2 separate regions of the Danio rerio genome follow, and region 2 is linked to region 1. Evidence: chromatin contacts called from public Micro-C data. All regions are on one chromosome and are shown on one strand. The core of a region is the stretch at or near the end of the contact, and the rest is flanking DNA. Distances in the headings are between cores, read along the strand shown. Region 1 holds the start of sox11a (SRY-box transcription factor 11a). Region 2 has its middle 150 kb from the start of sox11a.

What was found. A called contact is a pair of places that touch in the nucleus more often than the background predicts.
Region 2: a contact with region 1 is called in a Micro-C map of caudal fin, with 3 times the contacts expected there. The contact joins the enhancer-like site here to the promoter of sox11a in region 1. A contact is called at or near these places in 1 of 18 Hi-C or Micro-C datasets (caudal fin) and 2 of 4 datasets of contacts at active chromatin or transcription factors (embryo and gastrula embryo).

The regions. Positions count from the first base shown.
Region 1 is chr17:37,610,116-37,612,815 of GRCz12tu, forward strand. sox11a (SRY-box transcription factor 11a) reads right to left here and starts at 1,269. Exons shown (of 1, transcript NM_131336.1): 1 at 1-1,269. The coding sequence starts at 1,203. The coding sequence ends at 139.
Region 2 is chr17:37,760,617-37,763,430 of GRCz12tu, forward strand. No RefSeq gene overlaps it. Among named protein-coding and RNA genes, the nearest start is that of sox11a, 150 kb to the left of the region's middle. Within about 2 kb of position 1,550, at least 16 of the 62 cell types and tissues checked have an H3K27ac peak or open chromatin away from gene starts, as enhancers often do. A contact at or near this core is called in caudal fin, where this site is marked.

The sequences.
Region 1 (2,700 bases), core at 19-2,518:
TAAACAGCTTGCCATACGCGCCTTCGTCCCAAAACCCCTATAGGTGGACCAGCAGTGGAAGGCAGGGGAAAGAAATACGTACAGAACAGAGCATTATACCTCTCTCCCGTGTGTGTTATTACTTGGGAATAGTCTTATTTAGTATGTAAAAACCAAGTCCGAAAAGTTCGCTTCGAGCCAGTCCCCAGCTATCATTTCGCTGAGCTCAGGCGTGCAATAGTCTGGAAATTCAAAGTGGGAGCCCAGGCTGCCCTCGCTAAAAGACTCCAACTCCTTATCCACCAGAGAGAGGGAGAGATTCCCTGGATTTTGGCTGCCCAGCTCCGAGCTTTGCGCGGAGGAGGCGAAGTTCAAACTGAAGTCAAAAAGCAAGTCGTCCGCGTCTTCGCTCGAGCTGGAAGACGTGGAAACGGACCTAGAGGATGCTGGTGAGACGGATGCGGGATACATTGTGCTCTGCTTGGTGATGTTTTTGAAGTTGTAATAGAGTCTGTTGTTCCGGACCTCCTCGTACATGCTGGCGCCTTCAGACTCGGTGGACGAGCTCAAAGTTGGGCTGGCGGGAACTTTTGCTACATTGTAGGCTCGTATCGGATCCTCTTCCTCCTCTTTCACCCTGACCCGAGAGTCCTCCTCGGAGTCGTCATCGTCGTCTTCGTCCGTGAATTCACTTTTAATGTGAACAGTCTTTGAAACTTTCGTGCTCTTGAACGCGTACTCGTCTCCGTAGCCGTGAGACGACGACTTGCTCCCCGTCTTGTTCGCTTTCAGTTTGGGACATTTCTTGGAGCTCTTGGAAGTCTTGCTGCACTTTTCCGGAGACGGGGCTGAAGGTTTGGATGAACTGTCCAGCTTTGGTTTCTTCTTCGGTCTGTATTTGTAGTCGGGGTAGTCAGCCATGTGTTTCAACCGGAGTCTCTCGGCTTCCCTGATGAAAGGTATCTTTTCGCTGTCTTTCAGCATTTTCCAGCGCTTCCCCAAGCGTTTGGAGATCTCGGCGTTGTGCATGTCTGGAGACTGTTCCATGATCTTTCTCCGCTCGATTTTAGACCACACCATGAACGCGTTCATCGGTCGCTTTATGTGTCCGGTGGCTGTCTTGCACCAGTCTGGGTTTATCGAGACCATGAATTCGCTTTCATCAGAGTCAGTGGCTTCTCTAGACATGCTGTCCGTTTCGCTGTTGTCCGTTTGCTGCACCATGGTGCCGTTGCCGTGCGTTGTCAGTCCAAAATATCAACCCGTGTGTACGTCTGCTCTCTGCGACTCAGAGGTTCACCCACTCTTTCCAGAGTTACAAGCCGCCTTCTTAACTACTTCTTGGCTTTTTCATGTACATGACATCATGTGTAGCGCTCCAATCACATCCACTCCACTCCGCCCTATAGACTCCAAGCAGCGCGCTTTAACCCTTTACGCGCTCCCGTCTGGAGCCACGCGCGCCGCCAGACAAACTGAACTTCAGTGCTAGCGTCAACAGATAAACAAGACAAACTAAACAAACAAACCGCGCGCTATGAATGTTGCAGGATCCGTTAGACTAAAGGAGAGAGTCGTATGTTATGAAAACATTTGTGCGTTGAAACTGTCTCTCTCACCACCCCGACTTTCTCTCTTTCTCTCTCATAAAGGAAAAAAAACTGAAGGTGGCGCTTGGACACTGTTCCTGTGTTCAGATATGGGTGATTCTTCAATTGGGGGAAATATTCTGTCTTCTGGGATGGTTTATAGGAAGAAAAGCTTTTTAATAAAAAAAAAATACAATCATTCTAGATTAGAAGTAGCATTTCGTCTCTTTATTTAGCTGAACAAAATTAAGAATGTTAATGTAAATTACAAGGGCTTGTTGTTATAGTGTTATTATAGTGTCTCACAATATTTATATGGTGTATGGTGTTTACTTATTTGGTATACTGTTGCCATTATCATGACAAAAGCACAACTTTATGTTATCCTGTGTTATAGAGTGTGATGGACTGTAAAAAAAAAATAATAATAATTAAATCAACACCTGTTTATAAATAATCCAATATATACTATTACACATCAAACCAGAAAGTTTATCAAGGCCACAAATAGATTAGATTAATATATGTAATCTCACATTATATGGACTTTTTTTTTTTAAGTCGGGTGAAATATTGTTTCAATTATGTATTTTTCCAAAATAAAACATAGTCAAAACACCCTTAAATATATATATATATATATATATATATATATATATATATATATATATATATATATATATATATATATATATATAATTATACATGGACTCATGTTACTTATTTGAAATGTATTAAATTTCATTGATTCATTCAATTTCTTTCCGGCTTAGTCCCTTTATTAATCTGGGGACTCCACAGCGGAATGAACCGCTAACTTATTCAGCATATATTTTATGCAGCGGATACCCTTCCAGCTGCAACCCATCACCGGGAACACTCATACACTCATTTACAAACATACACCATGGACAATTTTAGCTTACCCAGTTCACCTATACCACATGTCTTTGGACTTGTGGGGGAAACCGGAGCACCCGGAGGAAACCCACGCGAACGCAGGGAGAACATGCAAACTCCACTCAGAAATGCCAACTGGCTGGCTCGAACTAGTGACCTTCTTGCTGTGAGGTGAAATAAATATGTTTAATATTTATAAAAATTATAAATTGAATATAAAAATAAATATAAC
Region 2 (2,814 bases), core at 300-2,799, 150 kb after region 1:
AATCCTAAATGTATGATTGCATCCATGCATGTGTCCACCTTGACTGCTAGAGGAATTTAATAACCTAGAGTGAAATGTCTTACTGTTTGCCAAAAGGCCTTATAGTTTTTGTAGCTTCAGTTGCTTTTAAAAGCTTAAAGTTGTTCAGTTGTTCTCCCTTGGTTGATAAACTTACACAATGAGTTGACTATTCTTATCTAACCGAGATCCAGCTTTCCATCTGATTGTGTGACTGTAAAATAGCATGCTGTAGATTTGACTCTGGCACACTCAAGGGCAGTTGCTGAGTTTGTCTCCCAGTTTCCAGGCAGACTCCTTCTCCTTCAGTCTTTGCCAAGGCACACCAGTGCATTTCACTTTCAGCGACTACTGCCATTCATCACAGGGCAGGGGGTATAAGTGGGTCTGCATCCCCTCCTCCCTCTTCTCATAGCTGGAAGCACTGTGTTGCATGGACCCCTTCACTCCCCGCAGTCTCCATGCTCCTATCCCCAACTTTCCACAATGGACCCTGACTTCATTATGGGAGCCTGGCTTTCTCTCGGTCTCCCGACAGAGGCATCATTCCTCCTACTTTGTTACGCCACTCTCGGACTTTGTGTCTGGGACCAGCTGATAGCGAGGTCAGGCCCATCCATCTGCCAGGGCTGTGAGCTGTGATGTAGAGAGAGGAGCAGAGGTCCTCATTCAGCAACAATGCCCATTAACAATGCTAACAGAGTCCCGGCAAGGCCGAAGGAGGGGACGGGATGGGGGGTAAGGTGGGAGGGATGGTTGTCACTAGGCAGAGAACAAGATTGCAATGATTTGATAGGTTTGTGGGACTGGGCATTGAGCAGGTCCTCAAGAGTCTCAGATGGTTATTGATTTTCCTCACTTGTGTTTGCTGCCAGATTGTGAAGTTATATACATGTGAAAAGCTCCTTCTGGGATATCAAGTGTAGACCTGTTTAGGTTCGGATGGTGTACATATTTTCATCACCAGTTATAGATATTAATAAACGCAGGTGCTTCTTCTTACCCAATGCAAATTAGCGGAGAATTGTCAGAGTGAGGTAAGTTAAACAGCTGTTATTTTAGTCTTGTTCTGTTGTGATTGGCAGGATTATGTGACACAGTCTTCCTAAACTTTCATTTGAAACTCCATCAGCTTCTCTGCACCTGGCAAAACACTATTTCGGAAAATTTAACAGGCACCTGTATTATTCATCACTGGTTCTTACCTGGTCTACATTTTTATAGCCTAGGGCACAAAAACCCATTTATACACCTAGGTCACCTAATCCAAGAAGCTTAAACTGGCACGCATGGTGCCCAACCCTTGGATATAAGCCAAGACTGCTTTTCGCTTTCTCCTTTTGAAGACTAACTGCTTTGCATTTGAAGAAAACCACAGTGTCAAAGTTCATTTGGTTCTCTGCCAGGCCGTGTCACACGGAAAAGAAAGAAGAAAAAACGTAGTCCATCAACCAAGCAGCACTGACTCACCAAAATATAAGCACATGCATGTGCGCACATATTTGAAGCATGACAAACAGAGACATAGAGGCTTGTGTTGTGTTTCTTCTCCACCCACCTAAACACATAACCACACAGAATACCAACAATGAGTGCTGATAATGTAGCAGACATCTGAATAGTCTGCTCTCCTTTACCCACACAGCACTGTAATCATTTGCATTGTAAAGAGACAGTCACCAAGTTCAATCTACGCTGCATTGTTGTTGACTTTTCTAGAATGTTCTTTTAGTTTAATAGTCCAGGATTTGTTTTCTTAAACATTGCACTGGTTTGCTGATATTATGTATCCAAGGTTTAATTGTACATTATTCATTTTAATTCATCCTGAATTTCCCTTTGCAACACATTTTACTTGAGTAATGTGAATAAATTATAAGCCACTTTCTAAACAAGTAGTTGCATAACGCAAGCCAGTTAGTGAGAGTTATGTGAGTAAACTTCACTCCATTGGCCTCAAGATGTGGATTAGACATGCACTGCTGCAAGACTGTAGTTTTTAACAGCCTTACTTCCATCCCATAGACGTCACTCGAGGTCGAACATGTAGAATCGAAGTTAGATTTTTGACATGAATCGGATGTGAGTAAGGATTAGGCAGGTGAGTGTAACAGAGGGCAGCTGGTAAGAGCTGGACAAGTAAACCTCCCTTCTCTGACCTCAAGAGGCAACTGATGCTGGAGGCTGCAGTATTTACAGGTCTCTTCTGCCAGTCCACCTCCCATGCTACAGATGCCGGTTTCAATCCCAGTAAAAGTTAAACTTGAGTGCTCACAGTATGCTATTCTAAAATCAGCCTTTGCATTAGCAGTGACAACTTTAGGGGAACTCTGTTACTTACCCACTCCCTTGTCAATTTATAATATTCTTGTCAGGAAACCTACTTTTTAAAGTTTTCTCACCTCAGTTGTATTTGTATCTCATTCAAATGTAGAGTTCACTCACCAAAGTCATTCCTTATGCCAGTTTGAGGATATTTAAATGATCCCATATGTGCAGGTAAATTTGTAAATGGTGAATGCTAAGAATAATTGTGTTTTTTTCCTATTACAGACATCCTGTCAGAATGGTAATTGACAGCCTAAGTGGGTCAGCTGAGAGGCCAGGCCCTGTTAATTTATATTCCAAGACATTTCATGCATATTCATGAGCTCCTGCTGTTTTGTCTATCACCAAGCATCATACTTACTGCATAATTGTATTTAGGGAACCGAAGAGCCGTCTGAGTGGTCACACCAATTCAAACGTCACTGTATTATTTCATTACTTCCAACTACAGAGAGAAAATAGACTCTT